3 separate regions of the Mus musculus genome follow, and regions 1 and 3 are each linked to region 2. The links are chromatin contacts, called in public promoter capture Hi-C maps. All regions are on one chromosome and are shown on one strand. Each heading gives the region's core, a stretch centred on a gene start, on an enhancer-like site or on the middle of the called end of the contact. The rest is flanking DNA. Distances are from core to core; before and after follow the strand shown. Region 1 overlaps Trim62 (tripartite motif-containing 62). Region 2 holds the start of Sync (syncoilin). Region 3 holds the start of Fam167b (family with sequence similarity 167, member B).

Region 1 (3,747 bases), core at 201-2,700, 390 kb after region 2:
TCACTACATAGCCCAGGCTGGCCTCAAACTTGTGACAAACCTCTTGCCTTTACATTATCAGTGTTGTGATTACAGGTGTCAGTCACCACGCCCAGCTCAGAATATATTATACACAGAATAATACGAATATGGAAGACCTTTAGGTCTGGCTCCAATACATTTATACCAGATTCCTATAAACAATGGTGATAATATGATTAATCTGCTGACAGTCCCATCTCCCAGAACCCCCTCACTGCCTTGGTTAGGTTGGGAGAGACACTTGAGGAAGACTGCAGGTAGGTGGCACTTACCTCTCAGACAGGGAGGCCACTCCTGCAAGGAAGGTGTGGCGGTCAGTCTCTGCCAGCCGCTCCTGCAGGATCTGGGCCCCCTCTTGCACCTTTCGTAGTTGCTGGCTGTAACGCTGGACCTTCTGCTCAATGTCCGTCAGTGTGCGGGCTGTGTCGGCCTCCAGTTCCTCCAGCATGGCCTTCTGTCGCTCTCGAAGTAGCCGGTGCAGCCGCTCAAAGGCTTCCCCGATGGTGGTCCGCAGGCTCTTGGTAGAGGACTGTGGGGGCAGGGGGCAAGGAAGCAACTGTCAGGGGTTGTGGGAAAGTCTACGTGTGTCCAGTGGCCAGTGGGAGGGGGAGCCTTGACACAAAGATGGGGGAGGGGAGGCTTGCTGGGCAGGGGACGGCACACAGGTGATAAGCAAGGGAGTGAGATGGGACCTGCACAGGGCGAAAGGGCTCATCTCATTGTTCCATGGGGGTCCATCAAAGGCACAGTGGGGCCACCGAGGCTGTGAAGGACATGAGTGGGTGGTACGGCCCAGACGCTTGGCATGAAGGAAGGAGGGATGGGAAAGCTAGGTAGGGGATGCCTACGTGTCCAACCCCAGACTTAGTGGTCTGCCATTTAAACAACGCATCTATAGGTTCTAAAGGATGACAAAGGGGATCTTGCGGTCAGTGACACTCATAAACAGGCACAGGATGGACAAATCTTGGTAGTTATTTGCCCATACAGCTCCCCCCAAGACCTTTGCTGTGGGAACAAGGCCACACTGTCAAGGGAGGTCTGAACACAGAGACACTCTCTTAGGCCCAAGAGGACGCACAGGAGTGACTGGGTCTCTAGCTGTAGTGGGCTCAACTACCTAAGCTTGGTTTTACTCAGTCTCCCTCTCTATGAGGGGTTACACAAGCCTCATTGCAGGGGAGTGGTGGAGATGTTTATCAGATGGGCCCTGTGCAGAAAGAAAGCTGATGTGGTTTGTAATAGGCATACCCATGGAGAGATAGCTTCTGATCAGGCTCTTGGGATGGGGGTGGGCAGGCAGAGGGGGCAGCTTGAGGAACACTGACACTCAGGCGACACAGGATGTAGCCACCATGTGGGGCCTGCCTCTGCAATTTCACTTTTGTGGGCCTCTGGCTGGCAGTTCACAGAGTCAGAGACCCCACTGTGCTCAGTGCCTGGGGCTCTGTGGGAGGCTCCAGAAAGGCTCAATTAGGGCCTGTTCTTTCCTGTGGTGGCTGCCGGCCTGCGAGAAGAACTCCTGGCGGTGAGCCAGCCTCCCTGCGCATGCCCACCCAACACGCCAGGAAGACAAAGAAGGAGTCGACTGAGGAGCTGGGGATGCAGGCACTGGGCTGCCAGAGGCCTCCTGGAGTCTCTCACCCAGAGAGGGTGAAGCAGCCACATCAGGGGGGGATGGGCTCCACCTCCCTGTACCCTCTGGAGCAGTCTTCCAGGGCTACCCTGTCTGTCTGGGTTAGTCTCTGTTTCTGTGTCTCCCCAAGACCTAGTGGGGGGGAGAGCTCCCCGCCTCCCCAGAGACTTTGCTTCATTTTTTTTTCAGGTGTTAGACAGGCCAGCATTCTTCTCTGCTGTCTCTCCCACAATCTGTCCCTCTAGTCCTTGCACAAGCCCTTCCTAGGTTGAAATGTCATGTTCCCTTGTCTGTGTGCAACCCCAGGGCTGGCACAGGCTGGAGGTCAGGGATGGAGGGGACAGGGGTGAAGGGACTTGCTTAAGATCGCACCACAAAGCTGGGGCAGACTACGTTTCCTTTCTATGAATCCAGCATCCCCAGGAGAAGAGAGGACGGATGGAGAAAGAGGATGGAAGCAGAAAGGGGATGAGGAAGTGGCATATCAGAGCGTCAGTCCAGGAGTGCTGCACACAACCCTATGGGGTCCTCCAAACTCTTCACAGTGTCATACATCTTGCCACTAAAACAAGCTGCAGGAGGGGCTGGGGGCTCTGGCTGTCTGTCCAGTCTCTCCGGGCTGAAATTTCCTCGTTGGGGTTACGTTTTCCTACTTTATTATTATTGTTAGGTTTTTTTTTTTAAACTCAATTTGCTTGACAATTAGTCACTATAGATCAGGCACTGTGCTAGGTCTGGGGGGCAGGTATTGAGTTCTCATGTCTACTTTCAACTTGGGGGGTCCCCGGGATTGAACTTGGGCTGTCATTCAGTTCCTTGGTGGGGAAGGCAGTCTAGGTTACCACATTCCCACACACACACTGGGTCTGGGGTGGCTGTGGCCCTTTCAGAAACACTCGGCCAAAAACATGTCATCTCAGAGCCTACCAAGGAAAACATGGTTGGAGGAGGGAGAGCAGACAGGCTCCCCCAGGCGAGGCCATTGGAGGGCAGGCAGGTGCGGCATCGAAGCCAGTCAGACACCAGGTGAAATATAGCCTCAAAACTTCCATCAGCATTTCTTATATAAATATACCGGGTCCAGACAGGAAGCCAGGCTGGGGAAAGTGAAGGGGGTGGGGCCCCAGCAGCACACAGATGGACAGGAAAGGCGGGCAGGAGGTCAGTGGAGGAGAAGGAATGTGGGGGGGGGGGGGGAGAAGAGGGGTGAACAAGGGAAGCCGCCTTAGGGGAGAACAGGCCCATTCAAACAGGTTCCCATCTGTTTCTCCTCACGGGAGCAGTGTGGAGTTGCTGGACAGAGAAACTAAGAGGAGAAACACTGAGGTCGCAACCCCGTGGCAGTCTCTCATCTCTCTCCCACTGAGGGGCCCTGCTCAGAGGCCCTCTGGAATGTCCTGAATGTCTGTCATGACCCTCCCAAGACCACACTGTGGGGTGGTGGCCACCGCTGATTTCCAGGTGGAGGTTACCAGTGACCAATGGCTTCTCCAGGCCAGGGGACCCCCAAGGCTCTGTTCCAGCTGCACCACTTTTGATCTTGAAGAGCAGGGTCAGCCTAAAGTCATTTCCCAGAGTTCCCGAGTATGTGAAACTCTGCTTCCAGACCCGATGTCCTAGATTGAACTGGTCGGAGTTCCCACTGTCTGGACAGGTGGGTCAGGAATATGCTTTACCCAGGGTCACAGGGTCACTGTTAGGCTGGACATGAGGACTCCTCTCAGGGTAAGGATAAAAGGCTCTTTGCTGTCACTATAACCAGAGACCACGGAACAGAATTTCCTTCTACTTCTCAGAGATAGAATCAGGTTCCCCCAACATCTTGAGATAAGGTCTTGCCATGTAGCCCAGGCTGGCCCGAGACTCAACCCCTTCCTGTGCTAGGATAAAAGGCTCTTTGCTGTCACTATAACCAGAGACCACGGAACAGAATTTCCTTCTACTTCTCAGAGATAGAATCAGGTTCCCCCAACATCTTGAGATAAGGTCTTGCCATGTAGCCCAGGCTGGCCCGAGACTCAACCCCTTCCTGTGCTAGCCTCCTTAGGGCTGAGTTACAGGTGTGTCCCATGACACCTGGCTTCAGAGTC
Region 2 (3,840 bases), core at 1,329-3,828:
TCAGATCCCCTGCAGTTATGAATGGTTGTGAGACACCATGTGGGTGCTGTGAACCCAACCTAGGTCCTCTACAAGAGCCACAAGTGCCCTTATCAGTTGAGCCATCTCTCCAATCTGTGGCCTGGAACTCTTAACGATCCTCCCAAGGATCACTGACCTCAGTCTCCCAAGTGCTTCGATTACAGGCACAAGCCATCCATGCCTGGCTCTCGGAATCTCAGAGATGTGACCCTAACCTAGAGTTTTTAGCCTCAGCTCACATTCCTCTTGCCATCCTCCTAGTGCCTGGCAGCCCAGAACTTGTGGCAACTCTTCACACCTCCTACTCCTCCGAGCCCGTAATATCTAAAGGAGCTAGCTGAAAAATGCAACTTCTTGAATACCAAGCTGCCTAAAAACACCAACCTGAACTACCAGAGAAGGTAAAATTGCCGGCACCGGGAAGGTGCAGCTGCTTGCTCGGGCAGAGTCCCTGCTTTCCCTCCTCATTATGTTCCTGCCTTGGAGTGACTTAACCTCTAGTCTAAGCACTTACATGAATACTCTCTTGTAGGCTGCTCATCTATAACGCCCAATGCAGGGGCCAGCAAGCCAAAGGGCGAAGCACCTAAGGCTCGCCTGAGTCCTGTAAGTGGAGGGAGCCTAAAGACCACCGTTCCCAGCCCACTTAACACAAGCCTAAAAGCCTCTGAAATATCATAGTCAAAGCACCTTTCTAGGGTTAGGGCTGAGACTGAGGGGCGAGCCCTTGCCTAGCAGGCAGAAAGTACTAGGTTCATTTCCCAGCCAGAATAAGTAATCTGGGCTGCTGAGATGGCTCAGTGGGTAAGAGCACCTGACTGCTCTTCCGAAGGTCCAGAGTTCAAATCCCAGCAACCACATGGTGGCTCACAACCATCCGTAACGAGATCTGACGCCCTCTTCTGGAGTGTCTGAAGACAGCTACAGTGTACTTACATATAAATAAATAAATCTTTAAAAAAAAAAAAAGTAATCTGTTGCTGGGCAGTGGTGGCGCATGTCTTTAATCCCAGCACTTGGGAGGCAGAAGCAGGTGGATTTCAGTGAGTTAAAGGCCAGCCTGATCTACAGAGTGATTTCCAGGATGGCCAGGGCTAAAAGAAATATTTTTTTAAAAAATCTGTTTACTTAACAAATGTCTAAACATGCTGCAACTCCATCTCCTTGGTACCGTATCCCAACAATACCAACTTGTGTCTTCAGGACATTCTGAATGGAATGCAGTTTCATCATCAGGAGGAGTGACTTTAAGTTATACAGGTACGTTTGTCCACTGGATGAGAGCGGATGTCCTGAGGACAGGGCTACTTGTGGGGCCCTTGGAAGGCAAGAAGAAAACAACTGAACTTCCAGGGGAAGTTGTGCCCAAGGTCAAGTGGCAGGTCTGTGGTATAGAACCCAGGCCTCCTGAGTTACAGGCTGCCACACCACCCTGGGTACCAGAGGTTGTCCTCGGCTAACTGCCTCTCTACTGAGCTGGCATAGAAGCAGATTACAGGAGGCCAAGCAAGAGAGGGACAGGGCCCAGCTGGGGTCCCTGACCTCAACACCTCTGCCACTCTGTCTCTGTCCCAGAGGACTTGGGCAACTCCTTTATGCTGTCCATCAGACTGTGACTTGGACGTGTGTATTACATGTCATGCAAACAAAGGTTCGTGCCTGGCTTCAAGCTTATTAGTGTGTGTGTAGGGAATACAGGCAAAATGTGTTAAGAACCCAGCTTAGGGTTGTCTTCTCATGTGACAACAGGGTTTACCAGGAAGTATTCCCATAATTTGATACACTGGGAAGTCCCTGGGCCACAATGTGACCTGAGGCAAAATGACTCCACAATCCCCAGTGGTAAAGTTCCAGTGTGGACAGCTGTTGGGCTCAGCCAGGGCCCAGTGCTAGGCCAGGAGAACAACTGCCTCTCTAGGCCACCACCCTGAGCCACACCAGGGAGAGAGAGCTGACCGAACAGACTCAACTTCAAGCTGGCAGGTGCCCAACCCTGCACCAAGTGGCTCAAATGCAGTGAATTCTCAAATGGTTTCTCCCTAGCCCCGCTAACAAGTGAATAAGAAACGGGAAAAATAAGACTTTAAAAAAAAAAAAAAGACCCAAAACTTATACTCTTTAGTCAGTTAGGCCAACTACATTTTGACAGGTTGCTAGCCTGAAAGGATTAATCGCACTCAGCCTGTGGAAGGAGTGACACAGACCCCCGGAGGTGTCAGGTCCCCAAGCCAGGGCCTCCCATCTCCCTTCCCCGGTGGCTCCGCCCCGTGCCACACCCGGGCATGACCACTACCCACAGCCAAGGGAAAAGGGCCGCGGGTCGGGGATGGGAGCCCACCCAGCACCCCCTGTCCTACTGGGCGGCGACACGAGCCCTAGAGGATCCTACCTCGAGGCCCGGGCGCCGTCCCCGCCGCGCAGGGGTTCCGGGCTGGCCATGGCTGCGCGACCCCGGGCTCGCCCGGAGTGTTATTAATAGCCAACGCCGTCGGCGATTGTGCCGGTGCCGGCGCCCGCCGCACTGCCAGCTGCAGCGGACACCAGATCCCGGCGGCCCGGGCGGGACGCGCCCACTTGGCCGGACGATTACCCGCGGGAGGAGGGCGCGGGCCCCGCGGCCCTGGGGGCGGGGAGAGGGTGGGAGGGGATGGGGTGGGGTGGGATGAGGGGGCGGCCCAGCGGCACTTCGCGAACCTTCCTTTCATCTCTCCACCTTTCCTTCTGGCCCTGGTTGCATGGTGAGGAGAGGAGGGGGCTGTTCGGTCCCAGGGGAGCTGCCCCCCGAGTTCAATGAAGGCGGGAGGAAGATTTACTGGTGGGGTACCCAGAGGGATCCAGCGCCCCTCGTGTCGGCGCCTTGCGATCCCCACCCACGCAAGGGCTTGGAGCCGGGTCATCTTCTTGGTGGCCTGCAGCTGTCATGAGGGGGTGGGGCAAGGCGCCTGCTGGAGAGGGGGGGGGGTGGTTAACTGCCACACCCCATGCGTCTGGGGACAGCTGGGGGCCACGGCTGAGGAAGAACGGCTTAAGGCAATAAAGTTGAGTCTGTTTAATTCAGGTTTCTTCCCCTCGCCCTGGAAGGTTTCTTGGGGTCTTCTGAGAGGTCGATTTGTCGCTCCTGCTCAGTCACTTCTGTTGTGTTTCAAGGCACGCACCCACCCCTAAGTCTTCGACCCTCCGGTGTCCTAGTTAGACTTCCACACTGAAGGCACCCTCCCCCTCCCCCCAGGACGAGCTGCTGGACCCCTTCCCAAACCTGAGCCCCAGGCATTCTTTCTCTGAATACTTTTTCCCACTCAGTCCCCGAGTCAGGGAGGGAGGAGGGCTTTGATTCAATCGCAGAAGAATGCTGTGCACCTAGCGGCCAGGGCCAGAAGGCTGTACTCCGTTTAATCAGATCTTAGAGCATCCTATGGGATGGCGAATGAGGACTGATGCCCGGGTGTTGTTGACTGGGTAGCTTGTGCGTTGTGATCCTTGTGCCCACAGCTGGGAACATCTGGCGAAGGTTCTGTGTGTGCAGCAAGAGATGGGTCTAAGGTTGTATCCCCAGTGTGACTTCCTTCCAGTCCTGGTCCTGGGTGGTCGTGTGGAAGTGCAGCTCTATGATGTGAGAGCAGGGTGATTGTGCCAGGTGTGATCATCCTGAGGGGAAGTGGGTGCTGGCTGCAGACTACGGAGCAGGTGTATAACCATGTGTGACTGTATGCCTGACTGGGCTGCCATGTGCCAGTGTGGCAGCTGAGGGGTAGGGGTGGCTGTGGCTGTGCACACTCTGGGAGTGTCTCCCGGAGCTGTGTTTTTTGCATCTTTTTGTAG
Region 3 (3,605 bases), core at 556-3,055, 290 kb before region 2:
CAGGATAAGTTCCGGGTCAGCTCAGGGTGAGACTCTGCCTAAAAAGAGAAAAGAATTGTGATCTCAAGCGCGCGTGCACACACACACACACACACACACACACACACACACACACACACACACACACACACATACACACACACACACACACTTGGAAACAAAAGACTGCTATCCCGCAGAGGAGGCAATCCAGGCCGCACCCCCTTATGGAGAAGCACTATTTGACCTTAGTGCTGTTTCATTGGCTATTCAGGAGAATTTACCAAACTACATATTTAGATGTGTACGTTTCTGTTTTTGTCTCCTCCTCTGCTTCCTCCCCTTCCTTCTCTTCTTCCCTTTCCTCTTTCTCCCCCTCCTCCTCTTCCTTGGTTTGTTTTGTTTTTGAGTCATGGTCTCCTGTATTCCAGGCTGACTTTAAGTTTGCCTGGAAGAAACTTCAGCTGTGTCACCACACTTGGGTCCCGTTAGGTTTTGGGTTGGTTGCTTTTTGTCTCCCCTGTGAGTCAAGGAGCACTGGAGAGAATGCAAACTCCACTTGGGCTGCCACTGCTCCTCTGCTGGCTCTATTTCTCTTCTCCTTCTCTCCTCCTCCCCCTCCCCCTCCCCCTCTCCCTCCTCTCCCTCCTCCCCCTTCTCCTCTTCCTCCTCTTCTCCTTCTTTCTTTTCTTTTTTTTTTTTTAAGACAGGATTTCTCTGCATAGCCCTGGCTGTCCTGGAACTCACTTTGTAGACCAGGCTGGCCTTGAACTCAGAAATCCACCTGCCTCAGCCTCCTTTAGTGCTGGGACTAAAGGCGTGTGCCACCACGCCTGGCTTTCAATTTTTTATTAGATATTTTCTTCATTTACATTTCAAATGCTATCCTGAAAGTCCCCTATCCCCCCCCCCCGCTCTTCTCCTTCTTCCTCTCTCTCTCTCTCCCTCTCTCTCTCTCTCTCTCTCTCTTTCCCTACCCCTCCACTCTCTCCCTAATTGCTGGTGCAAACCCTAACCCTTGAGCACACTAGGAAAGGTTTTACTACTGAGCGGAATCCCAGCCCTGCTCTTGTTGCTGAGAGCAATACAGAGGTTTAGAGACACCTGAGAAACATCTGGGTGGTGGTGGCACACACCTTTAATCTCAGCACTCAGGAAGCAGAGGCAGGCGGATCTCTGTGAGTTTGAAGCCAGCTTGGCCCACAGAGCAAGTTCCAAGCCAGCCAAAGCTACAAAGAGAAACCTTCTCTCAAAAAAAGAAAACAGAAAAGAAAAGAGGAGAGAGGAAGAGAAAGAGGCAGAGGCAAATTTCTGTTGAAGCTTATCCTGGTCTACATAGGTCTACATAGTAAGCCTGCACATTGTTCTAGGCCGGCCATCATTAGAGATGAGATGAACTCCTTCAGTCAGAGCTTTTTCAGTGATTGCCAACAGAACCTAAGGGCCGTTGGAGTAAGACTTGGTGTCACCGACCTGTCACAACAGAGGCTCAAGAAGTGACTGAGCTACCTAAAGTCCCCTCAAAGTAGCACCAGGGCCCAGGGCTCCTGACTCCCAGGCTAGGCAGCTGGACCCTATTGCCTTGCAGAAGGGCTAGCTCTGTAAAGAGGAAAGAGCACCAGCCAGTCAGCTGTCTCTTCCCCTTGACTCCTCTGACTTGGGTCTTGGGAGGAGGGCCAAGCCGGCTGTGGACGATGCTTTTCTTATCCTGCTGCAACTTCCTTTCTGGGAACCAGGAACCTGAATCTGGGCAAAGACAATAAAATTCATCTGAAGGGCTCCTCCTGCCCCCACCCGGATGGGCATCACGTGGCCCCTAGTTAGCAAACCAGGAAAATTCCATCTCTTGCACACTTAGCCTCACATACCCATCTGCTCACTCAGCCTGGCACACTTAGCGTCCCTCACCCACCTTCTCAATTCAGCACACACTCTTGGCACATTCTTTTCAACCTCATCTTCTTTCACTTCTCACACGGCCAAATAGCCAGCCTTTCCCTTACTGTCCCGTTGGTCACCACAGACCTACCATGTCCCTAGGGCCGCTGAAATTCCAGGCAGTGGGAGAGAAGGGTGAGGAGGATGAGGAAGAGAGCTTAGATTCTCTGAAGGCCCTGACTGCCAAGCTTCAACTGCAGACCCGACGGCCCTCATACCTCGAGTGGACTGCCAGAGTCCAGAGCCGGGCTTGGTACAGAGCCCAAGCTAGACCTGAGCCAGTCGGACCCGGGGCCATCTGTGGCTTTGACTCCATGGATTCTGCGCTTGAGTGGCTCAGACGGGAGCTGGTGAGTCTGGTGGGTTAGATGGACTTGCATGGGGTCTTTGAGCCAGTCCCTCTAAAGGCCCAAATCTGTGAGGTTGGAAGGAGATGAGAACAAACCAATGTCCACAGTAGTTCCTCAGTGCTGTGCCCTAGGACAACGGAACCAGGAATTCAGTTGCTCGCTATCTTATTTGCAGAGCCAAATCTGGAGAAGTAGACCGTAGAGCACAGGTTCTCAATCTGTGGGTCTCGACCCCTTTGGGCATCCAAAAGCACTTTTAGACAGGTTGCATATCAGATATCCAGTATATCAGATATTTATATTTAAAATTATTTAAAAGTCGTAGCAGTGGCAAGATTACGGTTACAAAGTAGCAATGAAAATAATTTTATGCTTGGGAGTCATCACAGCATGAGGAAATGAGCTGTATTAACGGGTCCCAGCATTAGGAAGGCTGAGAACCACTGCCCTAAAGAGAAGAGACAGTCAAGTAAAAAGCAGAAACCGACCCTGCTGTCAGTTATAATCTGAGGAGGGCAGAGTTGAATATTAGCTGTCAGCCCACCATGTGCAAACATAAGGATGTCCAGTTCAGCTCAACGGGTCATCACAGTTAATTTGTGATGGCGTACCAGACGTCTATATTTGCATACTAACGGTTCCTTGGCTTGGCTTGAGAATCACCCATCCGGAAAAAGATCTGCGAGACCGAGGCGGATGAAGTTAGGTGAGAAGGGGATTGCGAGCTGGACTATGCAAAGAGTATTCCCAGAAATGGACCGGCGGCTGGGCTGGTGAGCCCGGAGGCTAATCTAGCAAATTTACGCCCCCTTTTGGTCACAGCAGGAGATGCGGGCTCAGGACCGGCAGCTGGCAGGGCAGCTGCTCAGGCTGCGGGCCCGGCTGCACAGACTGAAAGTGGACCAAGTCTGTCACCTGCACCAGGAGCTTCTGGATGAGGCTGAGCTGGAGATGGAGTTAGAGTCTGGGACTGGCTTGCCTCTGGCCCCACCGCTGCGGCATCTGGGACTCACGCGCATGAACATCAGTGCCAGACGCTTCACCCTCTGCTGACAGCAGACTTGGGTGTCTCTTGCAGTATCTGGGGAGAAAGAAGGAAGGAAGAGGGACCCCGGAGGCTCTGGCTACCTGCTGGGGAAGGTGGGCACACTTAGGTTTCCAAAAGCTGAATTTAGAGAGCACAGGATGGAGGGGAGGAGGAGAGGAAACTCGGGCCCCAAATGTCTTAATAAAAAATGCATTGAATCCCATCAAGGTTTCTGTAGACTGTCACAGAGCCTAAATAAATGTTGTTGTATATTCATCCTGTGTCACTGGGACTTTAGGGATTCCACAACA

What was found. Promoter capture Hi-C pulls out the DNA fragments that hold promoters and counts their contacts.
Region 1: a contact with region 2 is called in a promoter capture Hi-C map of hippocampal neurons, with 1.9 times the contacts expected there. The contact joins the enhancer-like site here to the promoter of Sync in region 2. A contact is called at or near these places in 8 of 39 promoter capture datasets (the 3T3-L1 cell line, the C10 cell line, embryonic stem cells and 3 more), 2 of 484 Hi-C or Micro-C datasets (Th1 cells and brown adipocytes) and 1 of 115 datasets of contacts at active chromatin or transcription factors (embryonic stem cells).
Region 3: a promoter capture Hi-C map of the C10 cell line shows a contact between it and region 2. The contact joins the promoter of Fam167b here to the promoter of Sync in region 2. A contact is called at or near these places in 3 of 39 promoter capture datasets (the C10 cell line, pre-B cells and second pharyngeal arch cranial neural crest), 1 of 115 datasets of contacts at active chromatin or transcription factors (pancreatic cancer cells) and 1 of 9 other capture datasets (adipose tissue).

Annotation. Positions count from the first base shown.
Region 1 is chr4:128,897,349-128,901,095 of GRCm38.p6, reverse strand. It overlaps Trim62 (tripartite motif-containing 62), which reads right to left. Exons shown (of 5, transcript NM_178110.3): 3 at 294-550. Among named protein-coding and RNA genes, the nearest start is that of Trim62, 15 kb to the right of the region's middle. Within about 2 kb of position 1,450, at least 146 of the 459 cell types and tissues checked have an H3K27ac peak or open chromatin away from gene starts, as enhancers often do. A contact at or near this core is called in hippocampal neurons, where this site is marked.
Region 2 is chr4:129,286,359-129,290,198 of GRCm38.p6, reverse strand. It overlaps Sync (syncoilin), which reads right to left and starts at 2,578. Exons shown (of 5, transcript NM_023485.3): 1 at 2,411-2,578. The coding sequence starts at 2,460.
Region 3 is chr4:129,576,780-129,580,384 of GRCm38.p6, reverse strand. It overlaps Fam167b (family with sequence similarity 167, member B), which reads left to right and starts at 1,805. Exons shown (of 2, transcript NM_182783.2): 1 at 1,805-2,267; 2 at 3,090-3,570. The coding sequence starts at 2,010. The coding sequence ends at 3,320.